Regions from separate parts of the Danio rerio genome. Here region 2 is linked to region 1. Evidence: chromatin contacts called from public Micro-C data. All regions are on one chromosome and are shown on one strand. Each heading gives the region's core, a stretch centred on a gene start, on an enhancer-like site or on the middle of the called end of the contact. The rest is flanking DNA. Distances are from core to core; before and after follow the strand shown.

Region 1 (7,942 bases), core at 3,386-5,885:
TCAGTTGAGGATTCCTCTTTTAATTAGGTAAGTAACAGAGATCCAACCAACCAACTCTAACTGAGTTGATGCTTGGGTTATTTAAAAAGTTACAAAACATATAACCCATTCCATGACTTCACTTGTTTTTTTTTTTTTTTTAACTGTATTGCATAATGTCTGGTTTTGCTGGCTTTTACACATGTATATTTTGTACCTAACAAAATTGAAAAGATACACTAACTGTTGTACAAATTTGGTCATTTTAATGTAAGATCACATCAGTGAAAAAATGACTAAAATGACCTATCTGATACATGCGGTTCGGTCTGTATAATTTTTATTTATTTATTTTTTAAAATTTCAATTAAATATAAATGACACTTTTTAAACCAATGATTGGGTTTGTCCATTTTACACAGCATTGGATTAATGCAACCCAAATTGTTTTACCAATAATAATACTAATAATTATGATCATGATATCAAATTAAGGTTTTTTTATAGCACATTCAATGGTTCGTTATGGAACATTATGAAAGGATTTTATTTAGCACTAAAAATTGTTCTGACGCAGTGGCGCAGTAGTGCTGTTGCCTCACAACAAGAAGGTTGCTGGTTCAAGCCTCGGCTGGGTCAGTTGGCGTTTGTATTTAGAGTTTGCATGTTCTCCCTGCATTTGCACGGGTTTTCTCTGGCTAAATTGTCTGTAGTGTATGAGTGTGGATGTTTCCCAGTGATGGGTTGCAGCTGGAAGGGCATCCGCTGCGTAAAATATATGCTGGATAAGTTGGCTAAGCCGAAAAAAAAAATGAATTAATGAATAAATTAAATTGAATTAATATTCTATTAATAAAAGAAGGTTTTGCACAGATGCAATGTAAGCACTATTTTTGGCTCCAAAAAGTGATCTGTTATATATATATATATATAATTTATTTTCTCCAGTCATTAGTTTCACAAGATCCTGAAGAGATCAATATGCTGACTTGATTAATAAACAAACAAACAACAGTTGTCCTGCTTACTATCTACCTATTACCTCACTATTACCTCAAGATTTGAGGAATAGAATGCTCTGAAGAACAGACTTGATCCATTTCTTTAAAAAAAAACACTGCTCCCCTAACTTATTCTTGAAACATATGTCAAACTCACATTGTGTAGGCTGATTCAGAAAACATCTGCTGTGACTGAATGCACAAGTGGGTGTTTACCTCGAACACTACCTCGAACACCACAGACAACTTGTTCCAGAACATTACTTATAAATGTCAAACAACCAGTTCTGAGAGCTCTGTCTTTGTCTTGTGTGTGGACATCATCACAGAGGAAGATGTTGTTAAACAGTCAATCTCCAGTAATTACTCACCTGTTTACCGCAGGTGAAGCTCATGTATGATTCATGATGAAAAACACCAACACCATTATTCCAAGACAGCAGTAGTGCTTGCTAAACAATGCACATTGTTTACAGCACCTGTAGGTCATTATGCTCACAAGGTGCCTTCTGAGATTTAAGATTGACTTCTTTCTTTAATGCATGTGGATTTAAAAGTGAATAATGCCAAAACATTGCATAACTGTTCAGCTTTGAAAACACAGCTGATTAAGCCATGTGCTGTTCACAGAGCAGAAGAAAATCTGGAAGCACTACAATTAGGCAAAGCGCTTTGCCATTTTTTTTTTAAGCATTATGTGTTGTTTTTGGTATACAAAAGGTATGTATGAGCATGCATTTGGACCCTGTGTCAATTACAATGGACATCACATGTCAGCCCATGTTTTTTCTGGTTCCAAGAGGTAAGGCGGCTGCACGGTGGTGCAGTGGGTAGCACATTCCCCTCAGCTAGAAGGTTGCTGATTCGAGCCTTGGCTGGGTTAGTTGACATTTCTGTGTGGAGTTTGCATGTTCTCCCTATGATCGCGTGGGTTTCCTTCGTGTGTTCTGGTTTTCCCCACAATTCCAGACATGCACTTGGTGAATTGGGCAAATAAATAGTCTGTAGTGTATGAGTGTGTATAGATGTTTCCCAGTGATGGGTTGCAGCTGGAAGGGCATCCGCTGCGTAAAACAAATGCTGGATAAATTGACGGTTAATTCCACTGTGGCGACCCCAGATTAATAAAGTGACTAAACTGAAAAGAATATGAATAAAGTGGTAAGGCTCGGCATGTTGTAATTTGAAAAAAAATATACTTTAGTGAAAAGATGTATGGCATCACTTTACTCCAGCCACATTCACAATGTTTTTTTTTTTCAGATTGATTGATATATTTGCCAACAATTCATAGATTGTATGTAAAAAAATAAGGATTTGTACAGTACTTATTCATTAAAGTTTAACATCTTTTGTAACATTGCAAGCTTTAGATCAGGCTTTTTTCAAATATGTCTGTCCATTAGGATGCACAATGGGTTCAAGATCTGCTACTGAAATGAAATCTCCAGTAATACTGATTGAACTTTTTTACATAAAAAAATTAAATCCATGTACTAATTTATTGCTAAAACAATTTCATATGCATAATATACAGATCTTGAAGTTCTGAGCAGATGGAAATATCTCCGATGTGGACATTATGTGGAGTGATGAGGAAGACAAAGATAATGTTTGTTATAAACAAGGTGCAATCTATACAACAAAACCCTCAAAATTAAAGTAAAAATGTTACAATATTAGGGTTGTGAATTTAAAAATACATTTTAAGATTATACTAGCAATCATGTATGTGTTTTTGTATCTTATGTTGGTATATTGTTCGGGAAGTACAACTCTTCTGACCTGATGTCCATTGAAATGGACAAAAAATATATATACTGTACTTAAAGGTTGTTGAATTTTTATTATAATAATTTGTTCTCATTTACAGGAGCCTCAAGAACTGTGACATACTTTTTACATTTTATTACATTTTTCAGAAACTAGGAACATAATTCCAGTCTGAAGGGGTTAAGTGAGCTGTGTTATTGTGACTGTTGGGTTCATACAACATATAAGCCTGATTTTTTTTGTATTCGAATTGTGGTCATTTGTTAAAACAATGAGACTTTAGACACAACAATCGTTTTATCTTCTACAACACGTGGCATAAGGGTACTTACTTTGTATACATCATATATTTAGTTTCATGATGAAGGCTCTGAATAGAGCCATCCAATGCAAAGCAATACTAAAATTATTGAGAAATAACTATAACTAAAATGTTCTATTGTTTGTGTTAAATGTGAAATTCATTCATTCATTCATTCATTTTCCTTTAGCTTAGTCCCTTTATTCATCAAGGGTCACCACAGCAGAATGAACCGTCAACTTATCCAGCACATGTTTTACAAGGCATATGCTCTTCCAGCTGCAACCCAGTTCTGGGAAACACCCATGCACTCTAACATTCAAACACACACTATAGCCAATTTAGTTTATTCAATTCATCTATAGTACATATCTTTGGACTGTGGGGGAAAGGTGTGCTCGCTAACACGAGGAGAACATGCAAACTCCAAACAGAAATGCCAACTGACCTGGTTGGCACTCAAACCAGCGACCTTGTTGCTGTGGGGCGACAATGCTAACCACTGTGCCACCGTGCCATTGTAATCAGTGGTCTCTTTTTATAAATCACATTGCCAAATGCCCACATGAAAAAGACCATGGTAGTTTACAGTAAATACTAGTGTTTTTGTACATAATAAGATGCATTTTAAATATTATGGTATTTACATTTCTTGAATTAAGTGAATTTACTATAGTGAACTGATAAACTGCAATAAAAACTGTAGCACACTTTAGTTTTAACTGCAGTAACCTGTGGTGTATTGTTAGATAACACACCCTATAATTGTAGAAAGTATTGAGCAATTTGTTTTTATTACTACAGTTGTAATATGACCATAGCAACTGTAGAAATACCAAAGCATATTAATTCAAATGCTTTAATAAAGTTTGGTTCCAGAACACTACTGTGTTTACTATAAATTACTATAGTATATTTTGTGGATGGACATGATGACATGTGGATGGATTGAAGTCAGAAAAGTAATAAAAATGTTATCTCTGGCACAGATTTTGAGAAAGTCCACGGCATAAAACAGAAATGTGCGCACATCTAGAAAAAACTTGAAGGCAGGTGCACGATCAAAAAACAAACATAAGTGGCAAAAGATTCAAAGTAGGTCGGCACACTGCCACTTTAGCTCTCAAAAAATTTTATTAGTCAAAATTACAAAAACACTACGTTTCGACCGACATGGTCTTCATCACCTGATGAAGACCATGTCGGTAGAAACGTAGTGTTTTTGTAATTTTGACTAATAAAATTTTTTGAGAGCTAAAGTGGCAGTGTGCCGACCTACTTTGAATCTTTTGCTAAAGTCCACGGCATACTCAGTGATTTTAGAGAACAAAAATTAGGAAAGGAGTTTTTGATACACAGAAAAATCATTGTGTCTGTTAGCAACTGGCTGTGAGTGCACATGAAATGAGTTTTTTTGAGTACATAAAAACAAATCATTTATAACAAACAACACAATGTTCCATAAAAGAATCAGTAATTCTGTAATAACATAGTTGTTCTTCCTTTTATAACCTCTCCATAAGAACACATTGTAATTGCATTCTCTTTCTTTGTTTCCTGTTGTCACTCTTCATCTCGTCTGATGTAGAAACGCGTCTGATGCACTCCTCAGGGAATCCAGCCCATCTAGTAAGACCAGGTAAGCAAGGTGACAATACGTAAATAATGAGACAGGTACATATAGTATCCATAGCATACTTTCTATTTTTCTTGTGGGAGCAGTCAGGCATACACTAATGGTGCGGTGAGCTGGATGGACGTTACTGTGTTTATCAGTTATGTTGTGTCACAATAAATCCTGAATTTTAACTGAAATAATATGTCACATAGTGAGAACGACAAAGCAGCGGTGTAAATTTGTCATCAGGTCAGATTGTGGGAGAAACTGCAACATCCTGTTTTAGCATTAATGTGAAAACGCTCCACAGCCAGGAAAAAGCTGTAGTGTGTGTGTTATCCTCTCAAACAGTCAATATCTCATCTGAATAATTGATGCAGGCTAGTTACTGTATTAGGCCATTCAATTTTATGCAGGTTGGGTTCTTTAGTACAGTACCTGCACAAGCACTGTTTACAAGCCTGAGAATATTAAAGCTTGTTATGGTCTAAAAGCTGTTTATACTGATGACATCAGCTGACAAGTTATTATAGTAACACAAAACATATTAATTCAACACAGGCTCATTCTGAAAACTTAGCCCTATATACATTTTTGGAAATCGTGAATTATGTTGCCAGAAGTACATATGGCTGCATAAGTGTTTAAAATTAACGCTACGGGGCGATATGTTTTCGTGCTTACCAGCTGACTGCTCACCGTATAGATGGCTTTTTCTGCTGTTACCAGTTTCTGCGGACTTGAGACACAAAGAAGAGCTGACCACGATGAAAGGGTTCAAGTCTGGTTAAGAATGGCTCTTTTTCTGGATTGCTTTTCAAAACATTGTTGGTTGGCTTTAGGGAAGTAAGTGAGCAGGTCAATCGGTGCTTTTGAAAACACTATTGGTTGGGTTTAGGGAAAGAGGAGGGTGGATCAGTCAGGCAGTCAGTCGACAGTGGCCCCAGGTGGCTTTACGTGAAAACAGCAGGTGCGAATATCACTCGCGAGAGAAATTTGAGATCTGAAACAGTGTACACAGCGGCCTCTGGTGTATTTACGCGAGAACAGCAGGCACGAATATCACTCGCGAGAGAAATTTGAGATCTGAAACAGTGTACACAGCGGCCTCTGGTGTATTTACGCGAGAACAGCAGGCACGAATATCACTCGCGTGAGAAATTTGAGATCTCAAACAGCATACAAAGTGGCCTCTGGTGGATTCACAAAAACAAAAACGTACCTCCTGGGACATATTTCACGATCTCCAGAAATGTACAGTGGTATGTTTTTAGAATAAGTCTGGGTTGTAATTATTATTGCTGAAATATTAGGTTGAGAAGATTAAAGAGCCATTATTATGGATTTTTGAAAATGACCTTCCATGTAGCTTGTAACACAGCTCTAAGTAAAGTGAAATATCCAGCTAAGGCTTAAATCTGTAAGTGTACTGTGTTTAAAACTGTTGATTCATCTATAAAAGAGTCAACTCATAGTGCTTCATAGGAGTCGTCTTAATAACGAGTCATTAGGTGTTTTCCGATGACGCGGCTACGAAACACAAGCCCCGCCAAGTAGTTGCTCGCGCAAACCTGGGAGACACCTGCGGCCCCACCCACTAACACAGAAAAAAAAGGCTAGACACACACACAGACGCCACCGGTCGAATGAAGTCACACTGTGCTTAGCTGGATATTATTGAAAGTGTCTACCCAAAGATGAAACTGTGAAGAGTCAGTGGTTGAGGTTTATTTTTGCAAAAATACCTCAGCATTCTAGCCCAGCCTTGTGCAGTGCTTCTGGAAACTACATGCTTACAAAGAAGAATTCATCGGCCGTTTGTTAATGGAAGGATCAGAAAAGTCTACTGATGGACTATGTCAGAACATGGATCAGTGCATCATCAGTTTCAGGATCAGTTCTTCCTCCATTTCACAAGTCTAATTACATGCGATTAAAAGTGTTGCCTCGTTTTCTCTAGCTTGCAAATTATGTATTTAATTGTTTTGTTACTTGTAACCACGTGTACTGTATCAGGTTAACTCTTTATATTCTCATATCGCGTGTAAAGCCACGTTGAAAACGCAATGCGTGCCGCTTTGTTTACGGAATCGTCAGCTGTTCCTACACACATGCAACAGTCAAGTTTCAAAATAGTTCAGCTCAGGTTCCTCTCCTGTGGTTTGTAATGTAATGGGCAGCACAAATGTCTTGATACCTCAAGCTGTTGATGTTGCCATCCACTCTGCAGATCTCTCGCTCACCCTCATACTGAATGTAACCCCAAACCATGATTTTCCTTCAACAAACTTGACTGATGTATGTGACAATCATGCGTCCATGCTGGTAGATCTTCTGCAGTATTTGTGATGAATGGGATGCAGTTTAACAGATGATTCATGGCAAAAATCTACCTTCTACCACTTTTTCAAATGGCCAACTAGAAGTCAAGTTATTATTTGTTGCTCTTACAACTGGGATTGACGACAAGCCTTTTGTCAGGTAGTGTAATGGTTGGTAGCTTGAAGCAGGGTAAGGCTGAAAGCTGTTGAAGCGTAACGACACTGCTAAAGCAATTACTGATGAGAGAAGAGTGCAGAGCTTTTATGATGCCATAGTCAACTACCTCTAATTCTTCTGTCTGAACATGTGGGGAAGCAGCAGCACTGTATTATCATCCTAAATACACTTTAAAGTTTTGTTATAATGCAGCACTGTGCAGTCTAATAGAATACACAACATTTTGAAGCCTCTTTGGTGTTTCTCTGTTTTCTTTAAAACCATTAGCATTGCAACACAGCGCAGCTCCATGTCACTAGATAAAAACTGCTTACATATAACTCTGTTCTTGGGGTTTTCTAATACTTTAAGGGGGGGGAAATTGTTGCCTTATTGTGCCTTAAAGTTACTTTCGGTGGCTCATTTGAGCACTATAAGACTGAATGGGAGAAGCAAATATCCTGTAGATGGGGACCACTCCAACAGATATTCTATTCATGATGAAAGGCATGAAACATAATCCCTGTGACCTTTCACTTTCTGCTCGATCTGCTCTTGCTCATGGATTTCTAGATAATCAAGACCTTTGTCATATTCAAATGAAGGATTGTCACTGAAATGACCCAATACCCCTGTGAAGATTCTATATGATGGAGGAAGAAGTCATAAAACATGGGATTTACAGCCTGTGTGTGTGTGTTTTCCAAGGGGTAAGTCTACAGACGGTTAATGGTTAATGATTACACTGGGTCATGTAGTAAATCGGTTTCCTTTATTAATGATTGACCTGCA
Region 2 (7,942 bases), core at 4,247-6,746, 310 kb before region 1:
CTGCTGCCTTGTTACTAAAGTTTAATTTGCCTGTGACTATTTGAAAATTGCGAGCAAATACAGTTTGAGAATTAAGAAACAGTTCGTATTTATAAGCCTTCAAATGCTACGTTCTCGGTTCTTCTTATCTGATTGAATGTTATGAGCATGTTATTAGTACAGCGAAGAGACAGCAACATGATGGTGGTAACATCAAATGATGATGCTAAAGGAAAACATTTGTTTCTAACGTCTTGGAAGCAGACATATATGAGGGTACACCACGAGAAAAAAATTAAGTGATCTTTTGTACAGTTTGCTGTCAGTTTGGCAGGTCTTTAGCCATCTTTTGTTTCAAAACACTTTGAATTTTGCACATTACACATTTATTACATTTTTAAAAATATTAAAATTCTATATTTACAAACATTTTGACAATTTTTTTTTTATTTGTGGCTAAGAAATAGCTATTAACTTTTTTTTTGGTGGCGCCAGTGAAAATATTGGCAGGGCAAGTAAAAATCTGAACCACTGGTCCGATTGGGCCAGTAGAAAAAAATCCTTAACGTTGAACCCTGTATGCACTCATGCACTATGTACTTATGCACTTAAACACTCAACAGCATAGTACATGTATGTAGTGTCGTCCCAAATGGAAGACTAATATTTTTTTACTAAGCGGAAATTCAAACCGTTTCTCTGATGACGTTTGACAGTAGCCAAATCTGTGAAATAAACAACCAAAACATCAAATAATAGCAGCCATGAGTATAACCGCATTCACTATCGGGAAGCGACATAATCACTCTCGTAGGAGAATTTTGCTTTCACCATCCAAAATAAATAAAAGTTATTCAACATGTGCGCTCGAAAGCTCCGCCCCTTCCACTACGTGAGCAAACCTGCGGTCGTTTAGTGCGTGAAGTGTCCATCATTACACACTTCATTTTACCGGCTGAATGAGTGCATCATCCGGGTAATTAAAGTGCACTTATTATTTCTAGAGTTTTCAGTGTGAACGCACTACTTACACTATTTATATTACAAAATGGCGTAGAATAGTGCATAAGTACACGATTTAGGACGCAGCTATAGTTTGCTAAAAATAGTATGCGAGCAGAGTAGTAATTCTGAATTCATAGAATTCGAAAAGCAGTATGCGAGAGTAGTAAGATTCTGAAGTGCATCTGATGCACACTGTGCAATCCCATTATGCACTGCAAGCGAATTCATTGTTAGGAGTGAAGTGACACAACTGAAGTGGGTAGGACATGTGATCATGACAAAATGGTGGATGTAGAACATCTGACTCACATTCATAATGTATAGAACATATTTTGCTAAATGTTGAGTAGTAAATTCAAGTTCAAATGCAGTGCCTATGGTGTAGTAGGCGATTTTCTATGCAGCCACAGTTAGTTTGATCAGGTGTGTTTAATCAGGGTTAAAGCTAAACTCTGCAGAGCTGAGTTTGACACCCGTGTATTGCAGTATGGTTGTTTTTTTTTTTTAACTTGTGTTGATTTTAGAAACGTTTACCTCAGCTGATGAAAATTAGCACACAAACTTCTGTGCTTTGCATTTGACCCCAAAATCACAAATCAGAAGTAAACAAGTTTGATATGAGGTTACCTGATTGTTAATAATAATGGGTTGTGGGGCTGTTTGTGGTCCTAGAGTTGTGTTGAGAGGGATGAGGATAGGGTTTCCTCCTGATGGAGCTGTGCTTCTGACCATGATTGTAGGACCTGCAGCCACCCTAGGAGGGTTCAGCGGGGCTTGCGGTGTATTTTGCACTGTAGTCACCGTTGCAGGTTTCTGAACTGGGACATTTCGCTGGTTCTGTTGGTTAGCGGCTACTGAGGATCACGAGAAACAAAATCATCACAAGTACATGACAGGAAAAGAAGTTACTGAGTCCCAAAAACGCGCAATACCTGATTTTTTTTGGGCTGCAGGCTTGGAGCTGCAGATTTCACCAACGAATATTGGTTCATCATCATCCTCATCATCATCATCCAGATCGATAAGATTTATTTCAGGTATTGCTTTCTGCCATGGCTCCAACTCCTCCTCTTCACACTCCATAAACAACTCAGACATCTAAGAGTAAACAAAAGGCATTAGTGCAATGTCGTCATTTCGGTAAACACACCCAATACCCACAAATCACATCAAAGCCTGGGTTTAAACCCACTAGAATAAATAATCCTAAACAAAGGCATCCCAAAAAACACACGTTTTTTGCTTCAACGTAGCGACCTTCCTACAACGTTGTACCAACCTTGCAAAAAGGTTGAGGAATCTACGTTGTTGCTAAAGGTTGTCACAATGATGTCATAATGTTGCCATTTACAAATCATGAGGGCCGCATGCTTTAGGTTATGCTTAGGTGGCGTGGACGACCACTGTACAACATTTACTGGTCACAGCTGAATCAGTTTAAATTTCAACAAGCTGTCGCCTCATTCATCAACCACAGAGGAGACACGAGTATTGCTTTATTTCTTCTTAAGATATGCAAATTGTGAATATTCAAACAAACCTACGATTTCGACAACAATCTGTTCCAACATTACACATACAAAAAAGCCGTAATTAAGTTATTACGAGCGAGTAACATTTCAGCACTCCGTTCGCGGACGGCGACAACATTAAAGACATTGTTAAATCTTTCAATAAAACATTTCCTGATAATTTACCTGCCCCTTGTCTTTACTCGAATGGACAAAAATGTTTTTGAAGTTCAGTTTTTTTCCATATCGATCGTGATGAGTCAGTTATGGATACTGCATCACACGATCCCAGCCGACGCACTTTTTACAAAACACACAAACTGACTTTTAATACAAAACACCTCTGTGCAGACTGCATCCCGTTAAAGTTCACTCAAAAATAAACATGTACTCAAATTATTCACCCATAAAATAAGTGATTCCAAATCTTTAAGTTTCTTTATTCCGTTGAACACTAAAGACAGTCTTTTAAAGAAATAATCTGAATAATCTGTAAGCATTTGCTTTCATAGTAGGAAAAACACAATGGAATTCAATAGTTAACAGGTTTCCAGCTTATTCAATATATCTTCTTTATTGTTCAGCAGAGAAAAAAAAAGGTAAATGCGTTTGGAACAAGTAAAGGATGAGGCTAAATGACAGAATTGTCAGTTTTGGGTGATCTATCCCCATAAGTTAAAGTATATAAAATAATGTTAAAATGCCTAGTTACTATTATTAATAAAAAGATCTGCTAGTCTAAATCGTTATTTATTTTGATTGGTCTTTTGATGTTGGAATTTAAAATCCACTTTTTTTCTTTGCTCAACAGGCTATTTTCACATAGAGGTTATCTTCCATTGATAATTTCTTTTTAATTATGCGCAAGTTGCATAAAACTCTATTGTTTACCCACCCACTGTTGTTTTCAAATTATTTATGTAACATGTCTTTCAGAATGTTTTCAGTTGTTGAATTCACCTCAGAACTGTGTTGCTGTAATTCCTGATCTATGGAAAGAAGAATTAGATGATGTAAAGAGTATACCACTCTACTATATTTACTATCATATTAAATGCAGTTATGTTATCTAAAACACAGTATGTCCATAATGTGGAAAATAGACCATGCTTATGAAAAAGTACTTTGTTATTTTGTACAGCTGTTATTGAAATGACACTAAGTTTAACATTCCATTTTACAGCGAGCAACGCCACAACTACAGGACCTCTTCTTTCTCTTCTCATAATGTAAGTAAGTATTCGGAGACTAACTCTGACTTCTGTTAACTCAAACCTGTTTTCCCTGTATCTCTAAATTTATTTATTTGTATGTCATTTTAGTATATGATATATTATTAAAAAATTTAAATGAAGTAGGCTCCATAATTACTCACTGGAGATTTCATATATAATAAAATTACAATAAATGTCTGAAGCTTCAATATAAACTTGCTAGTCAGTAGTCATTTCCAGTGTAGTCCTGTTGTGTCAAGCTCTGATCTGTCATCTGTCCTCTCTTGTTCACTGCCTATTTTGACTTGTGTCTGCTGTGGATCTCTGAAGCTGGATTCTCTGTTGGATTCGTTTCTTCCTCTGACTGCTTTCTCCATACCAACAACTACGCCTGGCTTCAGCTGCACCCCCCGGTCTGCTGTATTCTCCATCCTTCCCCAGTGTCAGCATTTTAATTTATATATTTATTTATTTACATTTTAATGATTTTTTGTTTACTTTTTTTGTTTGCTTACCCTTTTGTTTAAATGTGTGTGTGTGTGTGTGTGTGTGTGTGTGTGTGTGTATATATATATATATATATATATATATATATATATATATGTTTATATATATATATATATATATATATATATATATATATATATATATATATATATATATGTGTTTATATATATATATATATATATATATATATATATATATATATATATATATAAAGAGAGAGAGAGAGAGAGAGAGAGAGAGAGAATAAAATCTAAACTTTATTTTATACTGTTTGCTTAGATTAGATGTGTACTGTATGTATTAAATGTTGTGAAATATATAATAAAAAGTTTGATTATATTCATTTGTGTGGCATTTTTATACTTCAAAGTTTATACATGCAGTTGTTAAATTAAAAAATAACTGAACAATATTTAATATTAAGCAATATTGGAAAAGAATTACTGCTTATCCTGTATTCTAGGCAGTATTGATAAACTGCCACAAAAATATTAATACAAGTAGTAAAAACGCCGTCTCGCGGTTGCTGAATGTCGCACGACAACGTTGCTACAGCCTTCTCACTTCTTACATTTCTATGTTGTGACAATGTAGCAAGCACGTAAGCGGCAAATTGTCTTTGAAAAAATACAACGTTGTGCAGACATCGCTATAACGTAAATGTGTTTGTTGGGATGCTAATGTTTGAGAGTGCAGTAACAGCTGCGCCTAATATGTATATGCAAAATATTGTTATGCAAAACTAAGTCACGTTAAGTTTAAAACGCCAGCTATAGTGATGTGGAACCTATAATACATCTCTTGCAGGCTTGAGTATACAATCGACTGTTACTGCGGACATAGACCGGCTAAGATGCTAATTCAGGTTCTCACCATTGTCTCCAATTTAAAACGTGAAATCAACAAAGAATTAAGAAAGAAGAAGAGCACAGGTGTTAAGAAATTAGTTACATTTACACACATGTTTTCTTCTAAGGGCGTTATTTGGGAAAGCATTAGCAAGCTGGTCGGCTCTGTGTGGATGCTAACGCGCTAAAAAGCAAGAAAAATAGCTAGCCGCTGCAGGAAACGACACACCGCAGAAACCGCAAAGGAAACACTTATTATCTTTGTATATAGAAACAAATAGACAAACATCACAGATTAACAGATTTACACAATTCGACCTTACCTTTTAAAATCTCGTATTATTTACAAACAACATCAGTGTTGATTCAGACACGCTTACAGCAGCATGAACCGCGGAGGCTCATGGGAAATTCGAGGGGCTTTGTTGAGGGACCAAAAAGCTCTTCGAGTCTGAATTAATACCCTTTCCCCCCAGTTTAGACATACCAATATTAAAATACAGAACATGAAGTTATGTGCAGAGAAGAAACGAAACGTATTATAAACAATATTACATGTCAGACAATGAGAACCAGGCCAAAACATACGCTCTTTACATCATGGACTCTTAGTTAGTAAAGCTTTAGATATTAATACATGCATAGTGGTGCAATTAAAAAATATATACATCTAATTTACATGTAATAGATTATGTAAACTGTTTTATGTTACTCTAAAACATTTTATAACTTTAAAATGGCATTAGAAAAATATCATGGACAAGTACTAAATATGTTTATATAAGAGATGAACGAACTTATGTACAAGTTAATATCTAGGCTAATTCACTTATATAAATGTAACATTTGCAGGTAGAAGATTTAGAAATCTTGTATTGAATCTGTTTGTTTTGACCAACAGGTGGCACTATGAGTATTGTGATGAATATAAATGTCCTTTATAAATAATGAAAGTCATCACCATGATAGCTACATTCAGAAAGTTGGGAAATGATTTTTATGACTTTTTTCAGGATGGCTTGTAGTGTACATTTGTACGCGATTTTGATTTAGTGACATAAGACTATGTTCTGCATAGCATTTGGTCTGTGGTGTTCTATTTCTGTCTCTTGAACGTCACTAAATATCCTGGATATCATTATTTTGATTGAATTGTGAGCTAGTGGAGCACATAAACAGCTATACTAATTAATTGTAAAGTTATTTAAAAAAAACATGCACTGTATTATTCATTGAACTTGTATAAAATGCTGCTTGTTATACTGCTTAATTTTATGATAAAAGTATTTTCTATTTTTCTATTTTACTTACAGTGATTTAATCTTTGTTTTGCACATATATACAGCAGTATTATGGGCCTTCTAAAATAGGCTACACAAAAAGAAAGTCTAGGTGACGCAGTGGCGGAGTAGGTAGTGTTGTCGCCTCACAGCAAGAAGGTCACTGGTTCGAACCTCAGCTAAGTTGGCATTTTTGTGTGGAGTTTGCATGGGTTTCTTCCGGGTGCTCCGGTTTCCCCCACAGTCCAAAGACAGCGACCTAATTTGTCTGTAGTGTGTGTGTGTGTGTGTGTGTGTGTGTGTGTGTGTGTGTGTGGATGTTTCCCAGAGATGGGTTGCGGCTGGAAGGGGTTGCGTAAAGATTTGCTCGATAAGTTGATGGTTCATTCTGCTGTGGCGACCCCGGATTAATAAAGGGACTAAACCGACAAGAAAATGAATGAATGAATGAAATAGAAAGTATGTTAATAAAAATCAGTATGCAACAAACTGATAAACAGAAGCTCTCCACAGTTTAGTTCCAACCCTCATTAAACACACCTTATCAAACTAATTGTGTGCTTTATGCTTGTTTAAACCTACAGGTAAGTGTGTTGAAGCTGGGCTGGAACTTAACTCTGCAGAGCTGCAGTCTTCCAGGAATCCAGGAATAGACAAAAGTTGAATGAAAAAAAAAGGTACACTAAAGTATGAGCATACTGGCATCTTAAAAGTGACATATACAACAGCTTGTTACCTGAGAATTATGTATGATATAAAATCATGTTTTTTGTAGAATTTGTAGAAATTTTATATTATTATTTAATATTATTTATATTAGATTCAATTCTATATTATACATTGCTGAAAATGGTAATACCAATAATGATAATAGCAAGTCATAATAGTTACATTTAAAATAAACTTTTGTTTATTTATTTGGGTTGCCACAGCGAAATGAACCACCAACTTATCCAGCATATGTTTTATGCAGCGGATGCTTTTCCAGCTGCAACCCATCTCTGGGAAAATAAACCTATGTGTATGTGTTATATTTTCAATTATTATTATTACTATTTATTGCAGACCAATAAAACATGAACAAGGAAACATTTATTTGGTATCTTTAATAAGATAACAATATACTTATATGAGAACAATAAAAAAAATTACTTAAAATGAGCTAAATTTAATGAACCAGTACGGATAAACAGAAAAAATGCACATTATTAAAGGTAAATCACATTGTTAAATATGTTCTTATAGAGCATAAAAATATGCCAATTTGTCATTGTTTATGTGCCTGAAGGCTGAATTTCGAAAATTTTAGTAAGAAATAATTGAAGAATCAATGGAGATTAAAATCATTTTGATTACAAATAATTAATGAAAATTTACATTTAATATAAGCTAATGTAGTTTCCCAGTGTTGGGTTGTGGCTGGAGGGGCATCCGCTGAGTTAAACATATGGTGGATGGGTTAGCGGTTCATTCCGCTGTGGCGATCCCTAAATCAATGAAGGGACTAAGCCAAAAAAAATAAAAATAAATGCATGAATAAAGCTAATGTAGTTGGCAACATACTGAAGAGATAGTTGGTGAAGGGTTGCATAATGAAA

What was found. A called contact is a pair of places that touch in the nucleus more often than the background predicts.
Region 2: a Micro-C map of caudal fin shows a contact between it and region 1, with 10 times the contacts expected there. The contact joins the promoter of znf280d here to the enhancer-like site in region 1. A contact is called at or near these places in 1 of 18 Hi-C or Micro-C datasets (caudal fin) and 1 of 4 datasets of contacts at active chromatin or transcription factors (embryo).

What each region holds. Positions count from the first base shown.
Region 1 is chr7:54,009,289-54,017,230 of GRCz12tu, reverse strand. It overlaps LOC141375136 (a long non-coding RNA gene), which reads left to right. Exons shown (of 4, transcript XR_012382687.1): 2 at 1-27; 3 at 4,643-4,693. Among named protein-coding and RNA genes, the nearest start is that of myzap, 6.2 kb to the right of the region's middle. Within about 2 kb of position 4,635, at least 5 of the 62 cell types and tissues checked have an H3K27ac peak or open chromatin away from gene starts, as enhancers often do. A contact at or near this core is called in caudal fin, where this site is marked.
Region 2 is chr7:54,315,386-54,323,327 of GRCz12tu, reverse strand. znf280d (zinc finger protein 280D) reads right to left here and starts at 5,496. Exons shown (of 18, transcript XM_679451.9): 1 at 5,388-5,496; 2 at 1,917-2,082; 3 at 1,612-1,838. The coding sequence starts at 2,082.